3 separate regions of the Sus scrofa genome follow, and all the other regions are linked to region 2. A link is a contact called in public HiChIP or PLAC-seq data. All regions are on one chromosome and are shown on one strand. The core of a region is the stretch at or near the end of the contact, and the rest is flanking DNA. Distances in the headings are between cores, read along the strand shown.

Evidence for each region. HiChIP or PLAC-seq counts read pairs in DNA pulled down with a chosen protein or histone mark.
Region 1: an H3K27ac HiChIP or PLAC-seq map of alveolar macrophages shows a contact between it and region 2. The contact joins the promoter of MAATS1 here to the promoter of HCLS1 in region 2. A contact is called at or near these places in 2 of 2 datasets of contacts at active chromatin or transcription factors (alveolar macrophages and skeletal muscle).
Region 3: an H3K27ac HiChIP or PLAC-seq map of alveolar macrophages shows a contact between it and region 2. The contact joins the promoter of POGLUT1 here to the promoter of HCLS1 in region 2. A contact is called at or near these places in 2 of 2 datasets of contacts at active chromatin or transcription factors (alveolar macrophages and skeletal muscle).

The regions. Positions count from the first base shown.
Region 1 is chr13:140,565,351-140,569,318 of Sscrofa11.1, forward strand. MAATS1 (cilia- and flagella-associated protein 91) reads right to left here and starts at 1,626. Exons shown (of 18, transcript XM_003132654.4): 1 at 1,357-1,626. The coding sequence starts at 1,480.
Region 2 is chr13:138,850,217-138,853,771 of Sscrofa11.1, forward strand. HCLS1 (hematopoietic lineage cell-specific protein) reads left to right here and starts at 2,171. Exons shown (of 14, transcript XM_013980963.2): 1 at 2,171-2,338.
Region 3 is chr13:140,791,915-140,795,660 of Sscrofa11.1, forward strand. POGLUT1 (protein O-glucosyltransferase 1) reads right to left here and starts at 1,731. Exons shown (of 11, transcript XM_021070325.1): 1 at 1,534-1,731; 2 at 740-830. The coding sequence starts at 1,618.

The DNA of each region.
Region 1 (3,968 bases), core at 376-2,875, 1.7 Mb after region 2:
GTGGCACAGTGGTTAACAAATCCGACTAGGAACCATGAGGTTGAGGATTCGATCCCTGCCCTTGCTCAGTGGGTTGACGATCCGGCGTTGCCGTGAGCTGTGGTGTAGGTTGCAGACGTGGCTCGGATCCCACGTTGCTGTGGCTCTGGCGTAGGCTGATGGCTACAGCTCGGATTAGACCCCTAGCCTGGGAACCTCCATATGCCGTGGGAGCGGCCCAAGAAATGGCAAGAAGACAAAAATAAATAAATAGATAAATAAACTGGGGCTTTACTGGCCCAAAGGACCTAGTGGACATAGTTTATAAACAATACTTTAATGGTTAAGAATAAGCTTGAAGAAAAGAGAAAGCTAAAAACAAAGATGAAATAAACTGGCCCTTCCTTACCTAGATGCCAAATTTGGAAGAGGCCAGAGAATGAGAACTGGAAGGGCATTTTATGCAGTTTGAATGTGGGAGTGTTGAGTCAGTCTCTGAAACCAAGCAGGATGCTATAGGGCTCCTTGATGGATACAAATCCTTTGTGTGCCCCCAACCCCCCCCTCCTTCTTGTTTGTAGGAAATAGGCTTCATATAGCCTCCTTGACCTTACCTGAGTTTCAAAGAGCAGATTCAAACAGTGGATAATGAGAAAGGAGGGGATGCAGAGACAAGTCAGGAGAAGTCAAGAAACACTACTGCAGCCTTGGGGCAAGATCCTGGTTCCTCCTCAAGAAATATACAGAACATTATCTTTGAGCTCTTCTGCAGAACTAAGGCCCCCACCCAGGTGATCCAGATGGCAATTTCAACACAAGATGGCTGAAGCATCCCTCTGTGACCTCAGGAAAAAAAGTCACATACCCTTCAGCCTTCACCCTAAATATTGCTATTGAAAACTTTTTCCCCAAAACCATCAGGGATTTCGGGGGGGTTTGAACCAAGCCACTCTTGCTTGGCCCTACAGTAAACCTTTTTCTTTTGGTTTGTTTGACCTCACTGTGAGTGGAGCACCCAAACTTTCTTCAGTAACATTTCCAAGTATGCAAATCATTGGGTACTGTATGGGATACCAAAACTCCAGTAACGGGTTTCAGAAAGATTGCTTTGGGCTGTGCAAATTATCAAGAAAAGCGGGTGAAGAAGAGTCAGGTGTTCCCTACCCCTGCTCCAAGACGCAGCTCACCTGAGTCTTCAGAGATGCCCTAGAGTGCACCACCCAGAGGGCTTGGAGCTGCCCATCCAAGACAAGACAAGGGATCTGTCCTGAGGCCAGTCTTTCCTCCGCTGAGCCTCCTGGCCAGGTCCCACCATCTTCAAAGCCCATCTGTCCCAGGAGTCTACAACTCAGGAGGGAGATCTGGAGCCGCCCTTACCATACAGGAAATCATACGTTCGACTAGCGGAGACGTTGCCCCAGGTCCCCGACTTCCCTCTGCACTGGGTTTGAGACATCTGAGGTTTGGCCTGGGGCTCGGTGATGGTCACAACATGACTCATGGTGCCGGCTCTGCCCTGCAGTCAGCCAGGACCAACTTGAGAGACCTAGCTGTTGTGTGGACAGTAGCTATGGTAACCCCCTGGAAGAGCGGAAACGAAGGGCGGAGCGAGGACAGCACGCAAGCGGAGAAGGGAAGAGCGGAACTAGCATGAGAGGGGAGGAGCCGAGTGACAAGGACGGGGCGGGACGAGGGTCAGGAAAGGCGGGCTGGATGAAGAACCTGGGCGGGGCTAGTGAAGGGAGGGGCGCGGGGCTGGCGACCGGGAGGAAGACGGGGGGATTGCAGGAAGGCGTGGGGCGTGGCGCAGGGGCGGGAGGACAGGAAGTGTGCAGAGGGAAGGAGCGGGAGGGGTGGAGAAAGGGGTTGGGAGGAAAGGACAGCACTCAGAAGGAAAAAGGGGAAAGTAGTAGGCCGGGGGAGGATCTGCTACACTGCCCGCTTCATTCCAGAGGCCAAGCCTTGAGTTTTCAGTTGTACATCCAGGATCAATGCGCGGGGCCCGCAGGCTGGGGAAAAGGCTACTGCTCAAATCCAGCAGTGATTTGCCGGTTTCACTCCGCGACCTCTTTCGGAAATCCCTGGGAAATCTCAGAAAAAAATAGTCGGGGGCTTTCCTTTCGGACATCCCCTTTCCGCGGGGCTTTTTCTGCTAGCTGAGAAAGCTCCTAAACGTTGGACTTTGACACTCTATGAACCCTTGCCCTGGGAATCAGGATTTGGGGTGGGGTGGGTAGTTAGTAACTGTTGATCTGCATTCTGCTACCCCTTTCTGAGCCCTGGGCACTAATTAAATCAGCCGAAGATGATGTGGTGTATTCCGCACTGACTTGCTTTTTAAAACTACTTATTATGGAAATGTCTGTTTTTGTTTTTGTTTCAGGGCCGCAACAGCGGCATATGGAGGTTCCCAGGCTAGGGGTCCAATCCGAGCTACAGCCACGCCTATGCCTATGCCACAGCCACGCAGGATCCAAGCAGGGTCTGCTATCTACACCACAGCTCACAGCAACACCTGATCCTCAACCCACTGAGAGAGGCCAGGGATCAAACAGCAACCTCATGGTTACTAGTCGGATTCGCTGCATCACAACAGGACTCTGGAAATGTCTTAACATAGGCAAGAGTGAATCCACTTTTAGTAATGAGCTGGCGCTAATCATCACGGAGTAAATAATTATCAAGAATTTGCCAGTCCAGTTTCACCTGTCTACTATCTCCTTTTGCTTGAGCATTTTCAAATCCCAGACATTATTTTACCCTTAATCTGCATCTCAAACTGATACAGATTTTTAACATAATTGCCATTATCAAATCTAACAAAATTAATAATTCCTTTATATTTAAAATTTAGTATATATTCAAATTTCCCTGATTGAGTCCAAGATTTTTTTTTCTGATCAAAAGATCTAAAAAATTCTTTACACTTTATTTTGGTATCTCAGGATTTTCATCTAGAACAGTGAATTTCTAATATCTTCAACAATTTCCTTCTTACCTGGGATTCTTCTATAAAAAGAACTTTCTGGGCATTCCCAGTTGTTGCTCAGCAGGTTAAGAACCTGACTAGTATGCACGAGGACATAGGTTCAATCCCGGGCGTGGCTCAGGGGGTTAAGGATCTGGCGTTGCCACAAGCTATAGTGTAGATTGCAGATGCAGCTCGGATCTGGCATTGCTTTGGCTGTGGTGTTGGCCCCAGCTGCAGCTCCAATTTGATCTCTGGCTCAGGAACTGCCATATGCCACAGGTGCGGCCATAAAAAGAAAAAAAATAAAATACCGTGTTATAACGACATGATAATGTTTTTCTGTCTTAGGGTATGACTACATTTCCCACTGTCTGTTCCTTCTTCCCAGAACACCCCTGCCCCTCATCTTATCCCTGCAGACTCACTCCTCATTTGAGGTTTCAGCTAAGATGTTCCTTCCTCAGAAAGACTTCCTCGCTCTATAGGATAAATTATGTAAAGAAGCCAAGAGCCAGCCAACAGCCAAAGCCAACAACCCTTTGATAAACACATTGGAAGACACTAACCAATAGAAGATGTTAAATATGATTATAGGTGATTATAGACATATGACCACATGGTTGCTTTACATAGACTGTAGTGGCCATCTTGCTGGAGTTGCTCACTCCTTCCCTTGCTGGCTTTAAGGAAGCAAATGAACTTGTTGGGGAACCCCAAGGTAAAGAACTACAGGTAACCTCAGAGATGAGGGTGACCTCTGATACACAGCAAGCAAGAAATGAAATCCTTCTGTCCCACAACTCCAGGAAACTGAATTCTGCCAACAACCTGAATGAAATTTAGAGGCATAGTTTTCTCCAGAAGGACCTCAGGTGAGACTGTGGTCTCAGCCCCAATTTTTTTTTTTTTTTTTAAGGGCCACACCTGTAGCACATGGACGTTCCCAGGCTAGGGGTTGGATCAGAGCTGCAGCTGCTGGCCTACACCACAGGTACAGCAACATTAGATCTGAGCTGCA
Region 2 (3,555 bases), core at 921-3,420:
ATTTTATATAGTAGTGTGTATATGTCAATTCCAACCTCCTAATTTACCCCTCCCTGTAACATTTCCCCTTTGGTAATCATAAGTTTGGTTTTGAAATCTTTGAGTCTGTTCTGTTTTTGTGAATAAGTTTTTATGTATCATTTTTTATTAGCTTCTACATGGTAGTGATCTCATGTGATACTTGTCTTTATCTGACTTTGCTTAGTATGTTAATTTCTAGGTCCATTCATGTTGTTGCAAATGGCATTATTTCATCTTTTTTGTGGCCGGTAATATTTTATTGTATATATGTACCACATCCTCTTTATCCATTCCTCTCTTGATGGACGCAGGTTGCTTCCATGTCTTGGCTAATGTAAATAGTGCTGCAGTGAACATTGGAATGCACGTATCTTTTCAAATTATGGTTTTCTCCAGATATATGCCCAGCAGTGGGATTGCTGGATCACATGGTAGTTATATATTTAGGGTTTTTTTTTTTAATTCATGTGTTTGTTTTTTTAAGTTTTATTGAGGTATAGTTAATTTACAAGTTTGTGAAAATTTCTACTGTATGACAAAGTGACCCAGTCATGCACATATCCATTCTCTCAGATTCTTTTCCCACATAGATTATCACAGAATACTAGGTAGAGTTCTCTGTGCTATACAGCAGATCCCTGTTGGCCAGTCATTCTGTATACTTCCGTGTGCACATGCCAGTCCTAAGCCTCCAGTCCATTTCTCCCACCCCCGCAACCTGTCTCCTTTGGTAACCATGAGTTGTTCAAGTCTGTGGGTCTGTTTCTGTTCTGCAAATAAGTTCATTTGTATCCTTTTTTTAGATTCCACATATAGGTGAGGTGATGTTTGTTCTTCACTGTCTGACTAACTTCCCTTGAGTTTCTAGGTCCATCCGTGTTGCTGCAAATGGCATTATTTCATTCTTTTTATGCTGAATAATATTCCATTGTATATGTACCACATCTTTATCCATTCCTCTGTCGATGAACATTTAGGTTGCTTCCATGTCTTAGCTATTATAAACAGTGCTTCAATGAACATTTGGGTGCATATATCTTTTTGAATGATGGTTTTCTCTGGATAGATGCCTAGGAGTGGGATTGCTGGATCATATGGTAGTTCTATTTTTAGTTTTTTGAGGACCTCCATACTGTTTTCCATAGTAGTTGCACCAATGTGCATTCCCACCAACAGTGTAAAAAAAGAGAGAGGACTCAAATCAATTAAATTAGAAATGAAAAAGAAGTTACAGCAGACATCACAGAAATACAAAGGATCATAAGAGACTACTACAAGAAGCTATATGCTAATAAAAATGGACAACTTCGAAGAAATGGACGAATTTTTAGAAAGGTACAATCTTCCAAGAATAAACCAGGAAGAAATAGAAAAGATGCATGGACCAATCACAAGTACTGAAATTGAAGCTGTGATTAAAGAACTTCCAACAAACAAAAGTCCAGGACCAGATGGCTTCACAGGCGAATTCTATCAAAAATTTAGAGAAGAGTTAACACCTATCCTGAAACTATTCCAAAAAATGGCAGAGGAAGGAACACTCTATATTTAGTTTTTTTTAAGGAATCTCCAAACTGTTCTCCATAGTTCCAAACCCCAGTTGTAAGTAATGTGAGTGATATAGAAATTGCGTTTCTTCTTAAATCTTACCCTTCAGGGTGTTCCCTTGTGGCGCAGCATGTTAAGGATCTGGTGTTGTCGCTGCAGCAGCTCAGGATGCTCTTGTGGCACAGGTTCAGTCCCTGGCCTGGGAACATCTATATGCTATGAGAACGGCAAAAAAAAAAAAAAAAAAAAAAAAAAAAAAAAAGGAAAAGAAATCTTACCATGTTAAGATTGATTTTTGAAAATGTGAAAATTCACATAAAAATTAGTTTTTCCATTAAGTCTTTAGCCCATACCAAATTCTCAAAATTTCTTTGCTATAAGCAGATGCAATTGCCCACCTATTTTGGAAACAAATTTTCTTCAATGGTCTTATGTATTTTCTGGTTGAATGTTTTGCTTCCCTGACCAGATTATAAACTCTGAGAGTTCATTTTTTTATGACCTCTGAGACCCTCAAAGCCTTGCAAAAGAGCAAGCACCAAGCATTTAATCCTTTTTTATTTAAGTGCCTAAGCAGAAGGAACTGACTCAAACTTCAGGAAGTAGCTGTGAGGACAGGGTGGCAGGAAATGACAGAAAACCTGAATACGGAACTGAAGCAGCAGCTCAGAATTTCTTGCTCTGAAGTCGCAGCAGCTAGAGAGGAGCTGAGTGTCGCTGTGAGGAGCTGAGAGCTGAGAGCTGAGAGCAAACGCTTGCACGGTTGAAGGTGAGTTGTCCGAGCAGTGGGAAAGTTGGGGGGCACAGGACAAGAGTTGAAGTGAGAGGACCCTGCCTGGCTCTTAGTCTTTGCTGAGAGGCCAAGTCACTGCTAGTCGGCTTTTCACCTTTTATGGCCAGAAGTCCAGGGTGTGGGTGGTTGTGGGTAATGAGCATCTGGGGATAGAAGCAGAAGGAGGAGGCTGGAGCTCAGGGAACAGGATTTAGCAGCCCTCGACCACCCCTGGTTTCTGCTGACAATTCACGGCCCTCTCTAAGGCCCCTTGCTCCTAGGTACTGAGTTGGGAGGTGAAGACAGTCTGTGCCCTCGGAGGGTGTGTGAGCTAGCAGAGCCAAAACCCACGGGAGACACTGCAACAGATCCGGAAGTAGTAGTTGCTAATATACACCAGTGCTGAGATCCAAGTGCTAAAATGAAGGCATGGTGGTTCCACGAGGGCAGGTTTCTATGAATGTTGGATCATAGAGTCCCGGGGTGTCAGAATGGAGGGGACTTGATGGATTCGCAAGGATAACCTCTTTGTTTCTTTTCCATTGGGAAAAACAGTATCAGGGATGTTCAATGATTTACCAAATTGTTTTCATTGATATTTGTCATTTGCTTAGGCTGGTACCTGGCAAATAAGTACATATGGTCTCTATGTTGACTTCCTGGTCTCTTCTGATTCCCAGTCTGTGTACTTTTCTGAGGCAGCCTCATGATGAAGCCTTGACATCCTGGACTCCAGGCCTCACCACGTTACTCTGGATTCCACCTCTAGATAACATGTATGGGCTTCCTTATTTCTGACCAGTAGCTCAAGGATACTAAATTGCCTGTGTCAGAAAGCCTGCCCTTTGTTTCAAAAGTACATGAGGATGGGAGGCTTATGGGAGAGTAAGGCTGAGGCCTGAACAGCAGGAAAGAAGCCGGGACCATTGGTCCTCCATGCTGCTTCTCAGCCCACGGATACTTCAAAAACTTCTATTTTCCAGTTTTCTATGTGAAGTCCTTTTGTGGCAGAGTGGCCCAAAAGCCAGGACTAGAGGTGTTAGCTTCATGGTCCCCATCCATTGTTGTTACCCCACAGGGGAAGGCAGGGCTACTCTCAGCAATGACTCATCCCACTGTCCAGCTGACTTGGTCAGTACTTCCCCAGTGTCCTCTTTGCATCTCATTAACCAGTCTACCCTCGAATTCCTCTTGTTCTGGTTTCCAAGGGGTTT
Region 3 (3,746 bases), core at 481-2,980, 1.9 Mb after region 2:
GCACGCGCAGGATCCGAGCCGAGTCTGCAACCTACACCACAGCTCAAGACAACGCCGGATCGTTGTTAACCCACTGAGCAAGGGCAGGGACCGAACCCTCAACCTCATGGTTCCTAGTCGGATTCGTTAACCACTGTGCCACGACGGGCACTCCTAATTTTAAGGTACATTTTGATTTCTGGAGGGAATATTAAAAAAACTAGTAACAATGGTTACCTCCAGGGCAAGTAAATAGCGTGAGCCAGGAGTTGGAGAAAACTTACTTTTCACTTTTGTAAATGCCCTTTTGAACTTTATAAATTTTATACCATGTATATATATGAAAAAATATACAGCCAACAGGAAACATACGATTTGATTCATTCAAATATACATTCATTCCTTCAACAATATTTAGTTAAGTACTTACTGAGAGCCAGCACCAGGAATACAGCAGTGAATATAAGACAGAGGCCTTGACCTCAAGAAGCTTTTGGTTCAGTGGGGAAGGCAGACAAATACATGTGCTAACTCCTACAGGAAGTTAACAAGCAATGCTAAGACCACTTTGGCCTTTCCCATCCCAGGGCATTTTTATTCCCTAGAAATGTGAAAACCACCTCAGGGACCCTCAAAACATCTGTCTGCTCTCAAAGCATGCTTGGCTCTCTGACAGCAACTAAGGTCTTTCTGGGATCTTAGGGCATTTCCTCCTGACAAGATCTAAATACTCTAAAACACATCAAAGAAAAGAACTCACCCATGGTAGCAGCTGCAGTTTTGACTTGAACATGGTTCATAATTTTCCAAAGCTCTGTTAATTTGGTCAATAAGTACTTTCCATTTCGAACCTTCAAAAAGTGAAGTAAATGAAGGTTAACAAAACATCCCTGAGCATTCTTATTCACTTGCGGCACACAGGCAGAACCAAAAGAAGGCCCAAACTTGTAGACACCCCTTTTCCATCCCACTGGTGAAATGAACCTCCAGGAAGGATTCATTCTATAGCTCTCCAGCACTCAGGTCAGGTCTGCTCCTCTACTCAGGCTGCCAGGTATACAAGAAATGGGAAAATTTCCAAGCTTAATTCTTGGCACCTAGGTTATGGATAAGCTGGTGACATGGATTCTCACCTTTTACTAATCAAACTGAGCCTCATAAAGGGGGTTGATTAAAAGCCGCAGGCATTAACCCTCCCTTCGAACACACACACACAAGTTATCCCCCAACGTGTGTTAGGGAGCTACAAGGTAGCCCAGCGTGGGACACACTCGCTGTGGAGGAACAGGGGCATACCCTCTCCTCCCAACTATCACTCCGAATTCCAGAGGATGGGTTACTCTCCAGGGTCCTGGGCAGAAGCCGCGCTAGACACCCAGACGCAATCTCTCTCCGCTCTGAGGCGCCCGGGTGCTCCCTGCCCAGCTCTGCGCCACCGCGACCACAGCAGAAGCCGGGCGCCAGCCGCACCGGGAGCGAGGGGAGCGGGAGAGCGCTTGGCACCGGGCCAGACCCTGAGCCCCAGCGGCGGGCTCGGCGCCGCCCAGAGCGCACCTGACTCCTTTTGGCGGCCCGGCACCGGGAGCAGGAGGAGCAACAGCAGCCACAACCGAAGATGTGAGAGCGCCCACCGCTCCATCGCCAGCCGACCCACTGCGGAGGCCCCGCCGCTGCGCCGGCGGAAGCGCAGCCCCGCACAAAGATGGCCGTGGAGCCGCACCACGTGGGTGGAGAGCCGCCCAACGCAGAGGCTGCTGCTCGCTGCTCAGCCTCCGGGTACCGGTTCCCTGCGAAGGCGGAGCGGGGAAGCTGGGCCCTCCCCGGGGAGTTAACCAACGCCTAGTGCGGTGCGGCGGGACGCGATTTTTCTACTCGTCTGTTGAAAGCCGAGCTTTATATGTTCAGAGCTGCATCTTTGCGAATAGAGTGAAATCCTCTCCCCGACCCTCCGCCCCAGCTCGCTCGCCCTCAGATAAAATCGGATCCTAGGAGCGAATGAATAAATGGTACGCCCCTCCTCCCCGGTAAAATGTCTAATATTTGTTCGTTACATTTTATAACATCTTGAACACAGTCTCACAGCCCCAAAACTGAAGGTCAGAGAGGATACCATTTTCCGCCCACAGATCCGCCTTTAAGTGGCAAAATTTAGGCTAGAAGTTCCTTCCACAACCTCAAACTGGTTCTTATTAAATAGTATAGATTTGTTGAACCCCTGAATGTCTACAGCACTGTTAGAGCCCAAAAGGTTGCAGACAATATATAGCACACATCTCTTTGTAATAACTATTTATAAGTGTTTGGGTGACTTGGAAAAACAAAACAAAACAATGGGCAACATACCATACAGTGTATGTATATAGCTCTATATGGTATATAAAGAAAAGCGTAGATATATATATATATACAGTGATCATACAAATAGAAGTATGTATCCATTGTGTAAAATGTGCATAGTGACACTCTAGGCTCTGTGGAAAAACGTGGAAGTACAAGATGAGATCTGTGCCCCGAAGTTTAGAACTAGCCAGAAGAAAAATATGACTTCCCCAGAGATAATTTACAACTTAAGGCAGTATCTAAATGCTACTGGTTTCAGCAGACGGAAAGATCAATTTGAACTGGAATACTGAAGAAAGGGGGCAGGAAGGGTGCATTCCAGGCTGAAGAAAAGGAGAATGCTGGAGATGCTGAAAAAGGGGAGCAGCCATAATTTGCACATGGGAGTAGAACCTAGGCTGATGGTAGTGGAGGATTTAGGATACATCTTAAGGAACGTTGGAAGGTAAAATAATGTTGATTAGCTAGGAATGGGCTATGTAACTCATTCTGCATGAGTAAGCAAGAGAAGAAAATGAATCATTAACACTGCATCTTAAAAGGCTTCTTCAGGAATCCAAATGAAACTTAAATCAATTTTTTCTACTTCCAGGAAGGTGTACAGTAGTTCAAATGAATGTTTCATCAAAAGCACATAAGACTGTGTACTACATAGATTAAACACAATAACCTTTACTTTCAAAGTTACTTTAAAATGAATATACTGGAGAACAATTATAAAAACCCCAATAAAATAGCTTATTTCCATAATTATTGCTTTCTGTGATCAGAACAAAACAGAAATCATTTTGTGTTATAATGTCTTTGAAATGAAAATAAATCAGTGTTTTCTGCAAATTTACAATGTTTATCTTTGCAGTGAGAGATTGGGAGGTAAGTGAGCCCTATACACAGAAGGAATAAGCTGCACCTGAATCTAAACAATACTTGTTTCATTTCCTTAAGAGGTGAGGTGTTTTACTCCAGTGGTTCCTATATGTGAATGGGTGCTAGAATTCTTCTGGGACTTAAGAAACCCACAGATTTCTAGGTCCTAGGCCAGCCACTAATTTAAAATGCAAACAGTATAGTTTAAAAGACCCTCCATGTTCAAGCTTCTGTTTGTCTCTTCAAATTCATTTCATACTGTGATCTAACTGTACAGCTTTGCATTGTTTCTCACACATGCCAAGCTCTAGCCTACCTTAGAATCTCTGCATAAGTTTTGTTTTCTATGAAGATTACTTTTCTCTCCCATCTTGGCATTTCTGGTTCCTTCCCCATATTCAGGTTTTTTCTGGAATGTCATTTCCTCAGACAGATTCCCTTCAAAATAGCACCTTTATTTTTCACCTTATCCCTTTATCTCCTTCATAATACTTACAACCTGTAATTATTTCATTGATATTAAATACATGTTTCTTTCATTAGAATATAAACCCCAGGAG